Linked DNA regions of Callithrix jacchus: region 2 is linked to region 1. The links are chromatin contacts, called in public Hi-C maps. All regions are on one chromosome and are shown on one strand. Each heading gives the region's core, a stretch centred on a gene start, on an enhancer-like site or on the middle of the called end of the contact. The rest is flanking DNA. Distances are from core to core; before and after follow the strand shown. Region 1 has its middle 180 kb from the start of SHQ1. Region 2 overlaps SHQ1 (SHQ1, H/ACA ribonucleoprotein assembly factor).

The links. Hi-C and Micro-C count contacts between places; a contact is called where the count stands out from the background.
Region 2: a Hi-C map of induced pluripotent stem cells shows a contact between it and region 1, with 5 times the contacts expected there. The contact joins two enhancer-like sites. A contact is called at or near these places in 3 of 3 Hi-C or Micro-C datasets (induced pluripotent stem cells and skeletal muscle).

What each region holds. Positions count from the first base shown.
Region 1 is chr15:54,449,697-54,456,153 of calJac240_pri, reverse strand. No RefSeq gene overlaps it. Among named protein-coding and RNA genes, the nearest start is that of SHQ1, 180 kb to the left of the region's middle. Within about 2 kb of position 4,128, at least 3 of the 16 cell types and tissues checked have an H3K27ac peak or open chromatin away from gene starts, as enhancers often do.
Region 2 is chr15:54,605,687-54,612,221 of calJac240_pri, reverse strand. All of the region lies in intron 6 of SHQ1 (SHQ1, H/ACA ribonucleoprotein assembly factor), which reads left to right. Among named protein-coding and RNA genes, the nearest start is that of SHQ1, 25 kb to the left of the region's middle. Within about 2 kb of position 2,966, at least 4 of the 16 cell types and tissues checked have an H3K27ac peak or open chromatin away from gene starts, as enhancers often do.

The DNA.
Region 1 (6,457 bases), core at 2,879-5,378:
ATTTATAAAGAAAAAGAGGTTTAATGCACTCAGTTCCACATGGCTGGGGAAGCCTCATAATCATGCTGGAAGGTGAAGGAGGAGCAAAGGCACATGGCGGCAGGCAAGAGAGCGTGTGCAGGGGGACTGCCCTTTATAAAACCATCACATCTCATGAGACTTATTCACTATCATGAGAACAGCACAGGAAAAAGTCACCCCCATGATTCAGTTGCCTCCCGCCAGGTCCCTCCCATGACATGTGGCAATTATGGGAGTTAAAATTGAAGACGAGATTTGGGTGGGGATGCATCAGAGATACAATGGAAGCTTCTTGATGTAGGAAGCACAGGCAAAGCTGGTTTGTATGGCACTTTCAGGGGAGCCTAGATTCTATAATTTCCTTGCAGTGCTAGTGGGAAATGGCACACAAAGCCCACTGCAGTACAGCTTTCCTTCTCTTCTTCTGTATTACTCTTAGAGTAAGCTTATAGAGGTCATATAACTTTATTGTAAAGAAAAAATATCAGCAATTACAAATAAGCAGAAAAGGAATAATAAGAAATTACCACTGTCAAATAATTGATTAATATTTTGTGCATATCTTTCTTTTTTTTTGAGATGGAGTTTCACTCTTGTTACCCAGGCTGGAGTGCAATGGCGTGATCTTGGCTCACTGCAACCTCTGCCTCCTGGGTTCAGGCAATTCTCTTGCCTCAGCCTCCTGAGTAGCTGGGATTACAGGCACACGCCACCATGCCAGCTAATTTTTTGTAGAACATGCTGGCTAGGTGCAATGGCTCACATCTGTAATCCCAGCACTTTGGGAGGCCAAGGAGGCAGATGGATCATTTGAGATTAGGAGTTCAAGACCAGCTGGCCAACGTGGTGAAACCTCATCTCTATTGAAAATACAAAAATTAGCTGGGCAGTAGGAGCGTGCACCTGTAACCCAAGCTACTTGGGAGAGTGAGGCAGGAGACTCACTTGATCATGGGAGGTGGAGTTTGCAGTGAGCCGAAATCGCACCACTGTGCTCCAGTTTGGGTGAAAGAGTGAGAACCTGTCTCAGAAAAAAACAAAACAAAACAAAAAACTAACATGCTTTGAGCACTTTCTCTGTGCAGGCATGGTCAAAATACTTTACATGCACTAGTTCATTAGATTCACATTTTTTATGAAGGCACAGAGAGGTCAAGTGACTTGTCCAAGGGCACACAGCTAGTAAGTGAGGAAATTGGGATTTGAACCTATGCAGGCTGACTCCAGAGCCTCCATTCTTATATGGGCTGATTGCAAACCAGGTAAGAGATAGCTAGTTTTTCAAAAAGCCCATGCCACTGCCTCCTAAGTGACATGGGGCCAGCTAGTGCAGTCTTAATCACTGCAGCATACAGCCAAAAAAATCTTTTCAGTGACCCAGTTGAGAAATGAACACTGAACCACAGCGCCCCCTGGCTTACATAGCAATTCTGATCGGCTTACTCTAGGGTCACAATGGCCAGCAGAAATTCAAGACAAATCTTTATTGGGCATCCGCTATGGGGCAAGCTCTCTGCCAGCTATTGGGTATAAAAAGTAGAATAAGGTATAGCTTCTGCCCTTCAGGTATTCTTGCATATCCAGGAGAGATGCACCTAGAAGGTGTGTCATGTCAATGGGAGGGCAGCCATGCTCTAATGGAGGATGTGTATCCTCCAAAGCCCTGCAGACACTATGGGGGAAGGGACTTTCACAAGATTACAAAAAGATTAGGTTTCTGCTCTCACCTCCCTTGAATCCCACCCCCCCGCCCCGCTCTCCCCACCCCACCAATGCCACCTTGAGCTCCCTGGCCTGGCCCAAGTGACAAGATTTCCTTTGATCCTTCCTTCCTCCAACTGAAACGTGTGTCTTCCAACTTTTTTCCTCAGCATGCTGCCAGATGGCCATCTCCCTAATCTAAGAACCTCATTCACAATCAGGGGGTAATGACTCCTGAGTTTTAAAAAGAGCTTTCAGAGCTGAACACCAGGAATCACAAACACAAATGCCCAGGGGTCGGGCAGATAACATCAGTGCACTCAGCAGACCTGTATTTGGATGTTAAATATGTCTAAATAGTCTTTGCTTGCACAAAGAGATATACTCTCACCTATTTTTTTTTCTGAAGCACATTGTCCTTTGAGTCTATCTTTTCATTTTTGATAAATATTAAATACAGATATATATTTCTCTACCAGAAGAAAAAAATGACAGCATAGCATGATGATAAATGCTAACATTTGGTGGAAAACTAAAGGGACTAGTGATTTAGGATCCCCCCCAGGGCAGGATCTGAGACTTAGGTTCCTTGAGGTCAGGATTGGAATATAAGCAGTTGATTTGGAAGGTCATCCAGGAAGTGACAGCCAGTCAATGACAGGTGTGTGTTATGGTGTGAGTGAAACCACTGTGGGCAACTGTGACACAGACTCCAGAGGGCAGCGTCAAAGGTGCCCTTCAGCTGCCCATCTGTGAAATGGGTATTTCTCCATCAGTCATTCGTTGGATTTGCTGGGGATGTTTTAATTTCAATGCAATGCATGTGTACCAAGCAGGCGAGTCCTCAGGTGAAGGACTACAGGCCTTGGGGATTGGAAGTCAGGCCATCAGACCCCCAAATGGCAAGACCCCAGGGCCCAATAGCATTTGCCACAGGCACTGATGATGGTGAGCTGAGGCATGCTCACCCCATCTAAAGGGACAATTTAGCATCAGCTGAATTTCACCAAGCAAGATGTGGGCCTAGGGTGGCTAGACCTTGAGATTTCTCAAGAAAAGCTAGATGTTTAGATTTTTATGTGAAATTTCTCAACTTGTAAATGTTGACAATGAATTCAGATTTTTAAAAATGCATGGTGGGAGCCAACCAAAGCATGTCTGTGGGCTGAATCTGGTTTACAGGCAGTCAGATTATGAAATCCAATCTACTCTGAAGGCTGATCTTGGCTCCAGACTGTTCTTATTTCAGGCAAGATCTGAAGATAAATTTTGATAAAGGAAAGTGAATGTTTTAGTCAGAGTAGACTGCACCAATGTAATAAAGGGGCCCCCAAATACGATGGTGGTAACCAGACAGAAGTGTGTTTCTTTCTCATGTAACAATCTGGAGGTTGGTGGGTGGTTTAGCACATCTCTGCTGTATGAGGCTGTTAAGGGGACAGGTTTCTTCTATCTTGTTGCTCAGAGTGTTGTCTTCCTCCATGGGGGTCAGAACTGGCTCCCCAGCTTCTTGTCCACATTATAGCCAGCACAAAAAGAGAAAGAGAAGCTTAATCATTTTAAGGGTCAGAGCTGGTCATTGCATAGTTCATGTCCTTTCACATCCCATTGGTGGGAACTTAATCACATGGTCATGTCTGGCTGCAAAGGATGTTGGGAAATGTAGAATATAGTCTCTGTCTGTCTCTCTCTGTCTCTTTCTCTCTCTCTCTCTCATTAACCATAAATTCTGTTTAAACTTAGGAATTCTCTTTCTATAGAATTAGGAGAAGACCAATATTAGCAACAACAAGAAGCCTCTGCCCCCATGGAAGAAGGATCTGCAAAGAAGGGTGGGATCTCTGCCTGAGGGTAGGTCTTACCCAAGAGGGAATTTTCTTCTCAGGAGAATAAAGAAAGCCTGGCTTTTCGCATCAGCTCTCTTTGTGTTGAATTAGTCAGTCACGACACTCATTGAGAAACCTTAGAAGATCAGCCCAAACCTGGAAAAAGTCAGTTACATTAGGAAAGGAGAATAAGCACTTACTAGAGATAGGGTCCTTTCACACATGTGATCTCATGTCACCTTCACAATCATCCCGTGAGGTGGGGGCTATTATCACCACCCCTACCCTCTTTTTTTGGAAGGAAGGTTGAGTACCAGAGAAGCAGGGTGATAGTCAAACTCTTTAATTAGGGTTAGGGCATGGGAAGTGACCAGTCAGAGCTGCCATGCAGATTTGTCTTATCAGAGAAGTGAAGGCTTTGGCCAGGATTTGAAATGAAGTTCATATGACTGCAAAGCTCACATTCTTTTCACCGCAATTTGATTTCCTTATGCCAGCTGCTTCCCCAGAGACAGTGACACCAACTCTTCTGGGTTGTTGAGAGGGTAAACAAACTGTGATGAATGAATCTCCTCTCCTAATATGAATGCCTTATTGTTGTTATTCTTCATGCCCTGACAGAGTATTTACAGCCTCTGCTGTTGCTCTGCTTCTATCTGGTGGATTAAGGAAAGTCAGAACTCACAGTCCTAGCGGAAAGTTACAACTGGGATTTGAGTTAATGAAGAGTTGAAGACTCAGCAAGAGGCACTTGGCTTTACTATTAACCTGGACAAGGCCATTAACTCGCCTGTAATTAATTGGCTTGTTCTGTGACACACCGTTGCCCCAGAAACACCCATATGGGTGTACCCCCACATGAAACAAGCCTGCTCTGTGAAAATCAAGACTTGTTGAAAAGATAAATGGGAGATTATTATTTCATTAACCACAGGAGACTTTGCTCTGAAAAATGGGATTTCTGTATAGCTAGTTTCAAAATAACACTGAAAATTTTGATTCTGGGAGAAAGGGAGGATACAACGATGTGTCAGTTCTTCTTTGGTCCATCTGGGAATGTTCTGGAATAGGTTAGATTTCAAGAACTCTGTAATGATGCTTCAGTGGGAACTTGTGAAATCTGAATTGGGTTGGGGGTTGTTTGTGGTGGATATATTTGGGGTGCCTGCCAAGCCCGTGTCCCACCTCTGAGTCTGGTGCCTCACAGCCTAATGAAGAAAGAGGTGTGTCTACGCCTTCATGTCTGTGCCATGTGACTCCATCCCCCTGCCTCCCACCACTGACCGTATCAAAGGTAAACTCCTCACCAGGAACCAATCCATAGGCCCAGTCCATGAGCCAAGCAACTTGTCTTTCAAACATGTGAACTAAGAGACACATAACTACACTTAGTGCTTGGCATTTGATCTGAGAGATCATGTACAGCCGTGTTGGGGCAGTGACTTTAATGCTGTGTTCTGTCTCTCACGAAGGCAGAGAGAGGGCATGCCAGTCTATAAAGGGGAAAGGTGACTGAGCTGATTTGCAGTGGCGAGCCTGGCTATCTTGATCTCCCATTGCTGGGTGTCCATAGGAGTGCCTACTATATACTTTGAATAAGCATGTGTGGGGCCCCATCAATGAGGATTTCAAACTGATCTCAACTTATCCTCCTTGATCAGGAATAAGATTTTTTTTTTTATTTTTTTGAGGTGGAGTCTCACTCTGTCACCCAGACTGGAGTACAGTGGTGTGATCTTGGCTTACTGCAACCTCTGCCTCCTGGGTTCAAGAGACTCTCCTGCCTCAGCTGCTCGAGTAGCTGGGATTACAGACGCACACCACCATGCCTGGCTAATTTTTGTATTTTAGTAGAGACGGCATTTTGCCATATTGGCCAGGTTGATTTCAAACCCCTGACCTCAAGCGATCCACCCACCTCAGCCTCCCAAAGTGCTAGGCTTACAGGCATGAACCATCACGCCTGGCCAAGACCTTCTTTTTATTCTACTCTCCACTCTCAGTGAGTCCAGTGGTCTCAGTTGGTCACCTGTCCAAGAAGGCTTTTGTCCTAGGCATCATGGTGGAGTGGGGGTGATGGGGAAAGGGTGTTAGCCATGGGACATGTCACTGCAAACTGCATGATTAATGAGGTCTGGTGATCCTTGCCAGACAAAAGAGATGCTTTGGTTGTGACTCAAGAAATCCCAAGCTCCTTGGAGCAAACCTAGTGGCGCCTGTGATATTCATTCTCCCACTGTGCTGCTTGGGAGGAAATGCAGTCTTTGCTTTATTTCCCTGCAGAGTAACTGAGCAGGCTGGGGGTAGTGGGGCAGGGGGAGAGGGGAAGGTTTTTAGGATGCAACATAGAAATTTGGGGAGTACAGAAGTATGGTGTGAACCCACCATGAAATGCCCCACATGTTACCCCACCCCATTAGTTTAGGCGGTTCTATTCCTTGCAACCCAACATGGCCTACAACACACTAGCACAATAGTCTTCCATCGCTTTCCCTCCCTTCCCTCTTGAATTTCTATAAGTAGTAGAAATCCAATCTTGCTACCCAGCAGTCCTGGGAATATCATATCCAGATTTTCTCTGTGACCCAATCAAAATTCATCATGCCTAGGGTTTAGCAATGGGGTTTGTATATTCATAAGTCATCAGAGAAACAACCAACTTACATTCCACTACTAAGAATTTCATATAAAAGGATTGGCTATCCCTTGGGCCCCTTCACCTAATCCCTTTCTCCTTTTTAATCCCACCTGGTTGAACCACCTCTATTTGCCGGGCATTTCCCCTTCAGTTAATAGTATTCATTGTGCAGGCTTTACCTGTGCTTTTGATATGCTGGCCATTGAGCGAGATGATTTACAGGTAGCATGATGTTCAATTGTCACAGGCCCTTGTGTTGCAGCCACTAATG
Region 2 (6,535 bases), core at 1,717-4,216, 160 kb before region 1:
TTAATTGTGTTGGAAAATTCTTTTGAAGTATATTTTCTTTTAGAATCATTGGAGTTCTTTTACAGTTATTTATGTTTTACAATCTAAGTTTAGGGATATTATCATACAGGACATTTGTAGTTTCTCAATAACCTGCTTAAGTGGTATGAACATTCTTCTTTGGTAAAGACATTTGAGTATTAGTAATGGTGGGAAAAGAGCTAGATGGACCTGTTATTACCACCTTCTCTAAGTGCAGCATTGATATATTAAGACTGTAAATTAGAATTATAACATTTGCAGACAGATCAAGAAGAGAGCACCCATATTTTCTGTCACACTGATTTGGCTTTTATTTACATATTAAAAATAAAATTTCAACGTTTAAGGGAAGGGAATACATACATATATGTGCATTCTGAAGAATATTAAATGGAATATAGACTCTTCCCACCCCAAGTTCTTCTTCCCAAAAGTAATCACTATTAGCAATTTTGGGGTTATTTTTAAAATATATGTTCCCACATCTAAAATAGTTGCTTTAAGAAATGTGTACACAGACTCATGTATATCCAGTTCATACCTCGTTGTTTTCAATTTGCAGTGTGTGTTGCACATCTTCCGTATCAGTATGTACAGATCTACGGGAAGCTTTTCATGACTACCTAATATCCTGTTGGATATTTTTATGGTGATTGATGGATATTTGGGCTGTTTACTACTGATGGACATTTGGTTTACTTCCTGTTTTCTGCTATTGCAAATAATATATGCAGTGGCCTTCTTTGACCACTCATTCTGAAGTAGCTACAGGTTCTCTATTGTATCACACAGTTTTTTTATTTTCTGCATGGCAATCGAATAGCCTGTTATCTGCTATTTTTTCAGTGTCTAGGATAGTGCCTGTTATATAAAGGTAATAAATATCTATAAGTATTATAAATGTTTTAATGGTTAAGTTTTTTTTTTTAAACAGAGTCTTGCTCTGTTGCCAGGCACCAGGCTGGAGTGCAGTGGCATGATCTTGGCTCACTGCAACCTCTGCCTCCCGGGTTCAAGCAGTTCTCCTGCCTTAGCCTCCCAAGTAGCTGGGACTACAGATGTGCACCACCACGCCCAGCTAATGTTTATATTTTAGTAGAGATGGGATTTCACTATGTTGGCCAGAATGGTCTCGATCTCTTGACCTCGTGATCTGCCTGCCTTGGCCTCCCAAAGTGCTGGGATTACAGGTGTGACCCACTGCACCCGGCCTAATGGTTAAGTTTTATTAAAGTTTAGGTGATTTCTACCAGATCAAAAAATTGAAACTGTAATATGAAACCCTGTCTCTACTAAAAAAAAAAATTGCCAGGCACAGTGGCTCACGCTTGTAATCCTAGCACTTTGGGATGCTGAGGCAGGCAGATCACCTGCAGTCGGGAGTTCAAGACGAGCCTGACCAACATGGAGAAACCCTGTTCCTACTAAAAATACGAAATTAGCTGGGCATGGTGGTGTGTGCCTCTAGTTCTAGCTACTCGGGAGGCTGAAGCAGTAGAATCGCTGGAACCCAGGAGGCAGAGGTTGTGATGAGCCGAATTTGTGCCACTGCCCTCCGGCCTGTGTGACAGAGCAAGACTCCCTCTGAAAAAAAAATAGGGGATTAACTCTGTTGCATAACAGAAGCTCATTATAGTGACTCTTGCTATAGATTTATTAGTTGTTTTCAACAAACAAATCCTGACTTATATTTGAGTTGACGCAGTTTTCAGAGACATCTCACATTTTAGACAAATTTTCAGGATTAGAGTTGCTAACACATTTTAGATAGTTAACTGTATATGCTAGGTAGATCTGGTGATAAAGTTTGAGCAAACTTAAATCATCAAGTATATCAATTGGTCTGAGTCAGTTTCCCTAACTTTAGCACAGTATTTTAATGAGGTGGTGTGGGAGAAAATTGATGGTTGTGTAGTTGAGTTTTCTGTCCACCAGGGTGAGCTAGTTGCCCTAAAAATCAAGAGAAGGCATTCCCTTTGATTTAAATTCTAACTTGCTCTACTTTGATAAATTGTAGCTTGTTCTCAGTTCGGTTCTGTGTCAGCAATGCTTTGAGTTAGTCTTCTCTGTGTAATTTTAGCAGGAGATGAAGCCACTCAGTCCTTTTAACCACTTGCCCTCCTGACCCTTCATCTGGCCCATGGCTTATAGCCAGGCTGGTGCATCAGGAACACTCATAGTCTGCAAAGCCATTATGGTGATTCATTCTAAAAATCACCTTTAAAAATAGCAAGGACATGTGACCTAAGGTAAAAGAACTAGAGCTTTGTGTTGAACAGAGTGTCTCTTCTAATAATACCAAGTATAAGATATAAATTAAATGTAGGCTTGGGGTTGGACTTCTTATTCCATCACATGCTTGCGATATATGATCTTGCAACTTGCGGTTACTGTGGAAATCCTGTACCTACCTCAGAGTTGTCCTGACATTGAATGAAACGAAGTATTTAAAATCTTGTAAGTGTTAGAAATTATTATTGTAGAGTAAAATCAGTCACAGGAGAGCCAGGAGTTGGATGATTTCTCAGTGAAATGACAATTTTTATACATTTAGAAAGTTTTTAGGGAAACTTCTTTGTAAACAAGATTTCTCTCTCATTTAAAAAATTCTGGTTCAGATATTTGAGATACTCAGAATTAGAGGAATAAATTAAAAGTGTGTTGAGCCAGGATAAAATATGGGGGGAAAAAAGTAGACCAAAAAATAAACTGTGGTTCTCTGCTTTCCCATGGTGCACACCGCAGTAGTACCCTTTCTCCTACTCTTCCTTTTTGTTCTTTACCTCTCTGGCCCTCTGCCTCTTTGTGTCATAGCAGTGGTCTGCTGTCTGTTAAACACTTCCTCATCAGATGTCACCAGGCAGATATAACAGTGCAGGTGAGGGGTGTACCTTTGATTTATTCTGCATCATAAAATATTAACCCAGATTGCTTTGGATTCCAGATAAGCCTTAGGTGGTGAACTTTGCTCCCTCTCTTTCTCCCTTGGTTGTACTTCTTGTCATTTTCATTACAGCCCTAAGTTACAACAGGGAGACTTTTCTCCAGCTTTGTAGTGATCCAGATTTTCCTCCCCAAAGGCTTGTAAATGGAAGTGTTAAACGCTGCGCTTCCCATGAGCTCTGGTTTCATGAGGATGAACTTACCACATTTCCCATGTTGTCTGTCAGTGGTTAATCTGGAGCTCCAGAGTCTTGGCACGTTATTGCTTGTTATGACACCACATAACATTTATAGTCAATGAACTTCCTAGCAGGGACATCCTGTTTGGCACCAGCGAGCCCTTCAGTGTTTGTAGAGATAACTGTCAGTGTCAACTTTGAAAGTTGTAGCACTGCAGGGCTACCCATTTAGGGTGAAGGTTTGAATGCAGCACAGTTTTTTCTGGTTCCCTTGATCTGGTTCCAGTAAATGTACAATGTAATAGACAGATGTGCATTACTCTGAGAGCATCAGGATCCTGTATGATTTAATTGTTGACCCAGTTAAGAGGGATGTTTGGGAGGGGGATTTAGAGAGGAAGGGAGGATTTAAAAGTAACAAAATTAGAAAATATTTGGGAGAAAAAGTGACTGCCTAGTAGACATCTTTCCATTTTGATGAGCATCCCTTTGCAGCCTTCAGACATATTGGTGGGGTTTTTGATGTTGGGAGGTGGTCCTCAACCATTTGCTTCAATGTTAGGGCACCAGATTCCTTCTCGAATGTATTGAGATTTCAACTGGCTTTTGTTTCACTGGAGATAATTTTTAAAAGTGTAATTAACTGAAATATTGTGAACCATACAGCAGAGCTGCTTTGTAGTGGAGCTAAGTCATACAAATGCTTGACAAATGTTACTCATGGTGGCAATCATCCAAGCATTGTTGGCACTGCATCTGTAGTTATTTCCAGTACTGCTGCTAGGTTAGACTTGATTGTGTGCAAACTTCCCCCAAGTTCCCCTTTGAGTGATGTGATTTACAGCTCTAATAAAAAAGGCCTTAGGGAGCCCAGACTTTTGGTTTCTCTAGTGATTTCCTGGTTTGTTGTTATTGTTATTTATCATCTTGGATTTCTTTGCTTGAATTTCAGAATTTAAGTGCATTTGTGTATTATTAATGAAGTAGGCCACAATGGAACTTATAAATGCTCAGAAAAAGGTAGAAGTATTTTAGGGAAAGTCTAGCAGTATCTAGTATCCACGAATTCAGAAGAATGATTCAAGTAGGTTTTTCTTATGCACAGTTACTTAAAATGGCTAATGTAGAAACACTTACATGTGAGTAATGTAACATCAGAACCTGCAGTGCCCAGGTCAACTTTTACAGATGGTTAAACATCTATAGGTATGATTACATAAAAACAAAGGCATGAATGTGTAGAAAGTTGACATGTTGCTAAATAGTTTCTGGGTATGCTTATATTGTGATTGAGAATTATGTGGAAGCAAGGGTCTTTATTAGTCAACTGGGATATAAAGACTTTTCTCTAGTCAGATATCATGAACACCTGGCATTTTCCCATTAGCTAAATTAATGAACAGCTCAAAGACCATACCTAAGGGAATACTGTCTCAAACCTTCTTGCTAAATACAAGGAGTCTTAAAATATTTTTGTCAGGTATGCTTTCTTCATGCATTGAGTGTGCCATTTCCTTAAATCAGATTGCTTTAAGTGAACTGAGTGCTTTTATTTAAATTAAGGAATCTTCAGATGTGTCCTCCAATGAGGCAGTCAACACTCAGTTTATCTGTCTTATTAATTAAATCTAGTAAATTTTAAATTAAATACAGTTGACCCTTGAACAAAACATATTTGAAATGCATGGGTCTGCTTATATGGGGATTTTCTTTTGCCTCTGCCACCCCTGAGATAGCAAGAGCAACCCTTCCTCTTCCTCCTTTTCCTCAGCCTACTCAGTGTGAAGACCAGGACGGTGACCTTTATGATGCTGTACCTCCACTTAATGGGTAGTAAATTTAATCTTAAAGAGACTTCATGTACAATTCAAGTATTGGGGAAACCTTAACTAAAGCTATAAATCCAGAGTCTGTCTTAAAAAAAAAAAAAGGACATATTTGACATTTTTACCATATGGCAAAAGGTACCATAAAGAAAGTCAGTAGCGATATGGTAGCTTTGGAAAGATGATTACAGTTTGTAACATACAGGGTTCTTAATTTGACAAGATAAGCCAACCAATAGAAAAAACTGGACAAAACACATTCGAATGGGTCACTCATAAGAGTGCAAATCCAGATTGCCTACAAACTGATGAACTAGTGCTCAAAGTTGAGCAGTTAGAGAAATACCAAGTGAAGTAACGATGATAAGTCACCGTTTTAGTTTTTTCTTGCTGCATAACAAATTACCACAAGCTTCACACAATGTACCTTCATGATCTCAGTTTCCGTGAGTAAGAAGTTGAGCCTGGCTTTGCTGAGTCCACTGCCTTAGGGTCTTGCAAGGCTGTAGCCAAAGATGTCCTTCCTATATTTTTTTAAAAATAGATGTTGGAGGCTGCGTTCTTTCCTGGAGCTCAAGGTCTTCTTCCAATCTCACATGGTTGTTGTTAGAATTTAGTTCCTTGCAGATATAGAACTGAGGCCTCTACTCTGTTGCTGGCTGTTAGCTGGGGGCCACTCTGAGATCTTAGAGGCTGCTACAGGTTCCTTCCACACAGCCTTTTCACAGGTTCTCTCACTTGACTATGTGACATCTTACTTCTTCAAAACTATCAGGTGAGTCCCTGGCTTCAGTCTGCTAATAATGGAGTGTAATCATGGGAATGACTGTCCCATTGCCTTGGCCATATTCTGTTGGACAGAAGCAAGTCATAAGCTCCATTCCCACATAGTGATAGGACTCATTGGAGGTCATCTTAGAATTCTGCCTACCATGCTCAATTTATTAATCGCGGAATGATTGGGAAAAAGCTATTACGTTTCTTGCCGGGGGAGGTGGGAGGTATGTGTTGGAAGTGGAACTTGTATCCATGACTGTGAGAAGGAGTTACTGTAGCCTTTAAAGTATATTTCTAAAACAGATACATTTTTAGACAGGACAATCCAGTCTCCAGAGTCTACTTTATGGAAATAAAGCCTCTAATATCCAAGGACGTAGGATAAGGATATTTATTGCAGCATTATTAGCAGTGGTAGAAAACTAGGAGCAAAGTGAATGCCCATCAGTAGGGGGAGTGGTTGGATAGAGCATGGTACGTTTTGGAATATTATACTCCTTTACACAAATTAGCTATACACCAGTTGACTTTTAGGGATCTTCCAGAGGTAATTCAACTTTGTTGAGTGGGAAGGCCTAGATGGAGAAAAATGACCTAGTTCTTTGGGTCAAGGGAGGGTGTAGGAAGTGTAAATACCCTAGTATGTATGCTTGTGTGTCTGTATATGATTACATGTCTATAGAGAAAACTGGAATGATATATACTAGATTTTTAGTGTGTGAGAGGCTGTTGACGAATATTCAGATGGAGAGAGAGTGACAAGCAAAAGAAGAAAAGGAAAAAGGAACT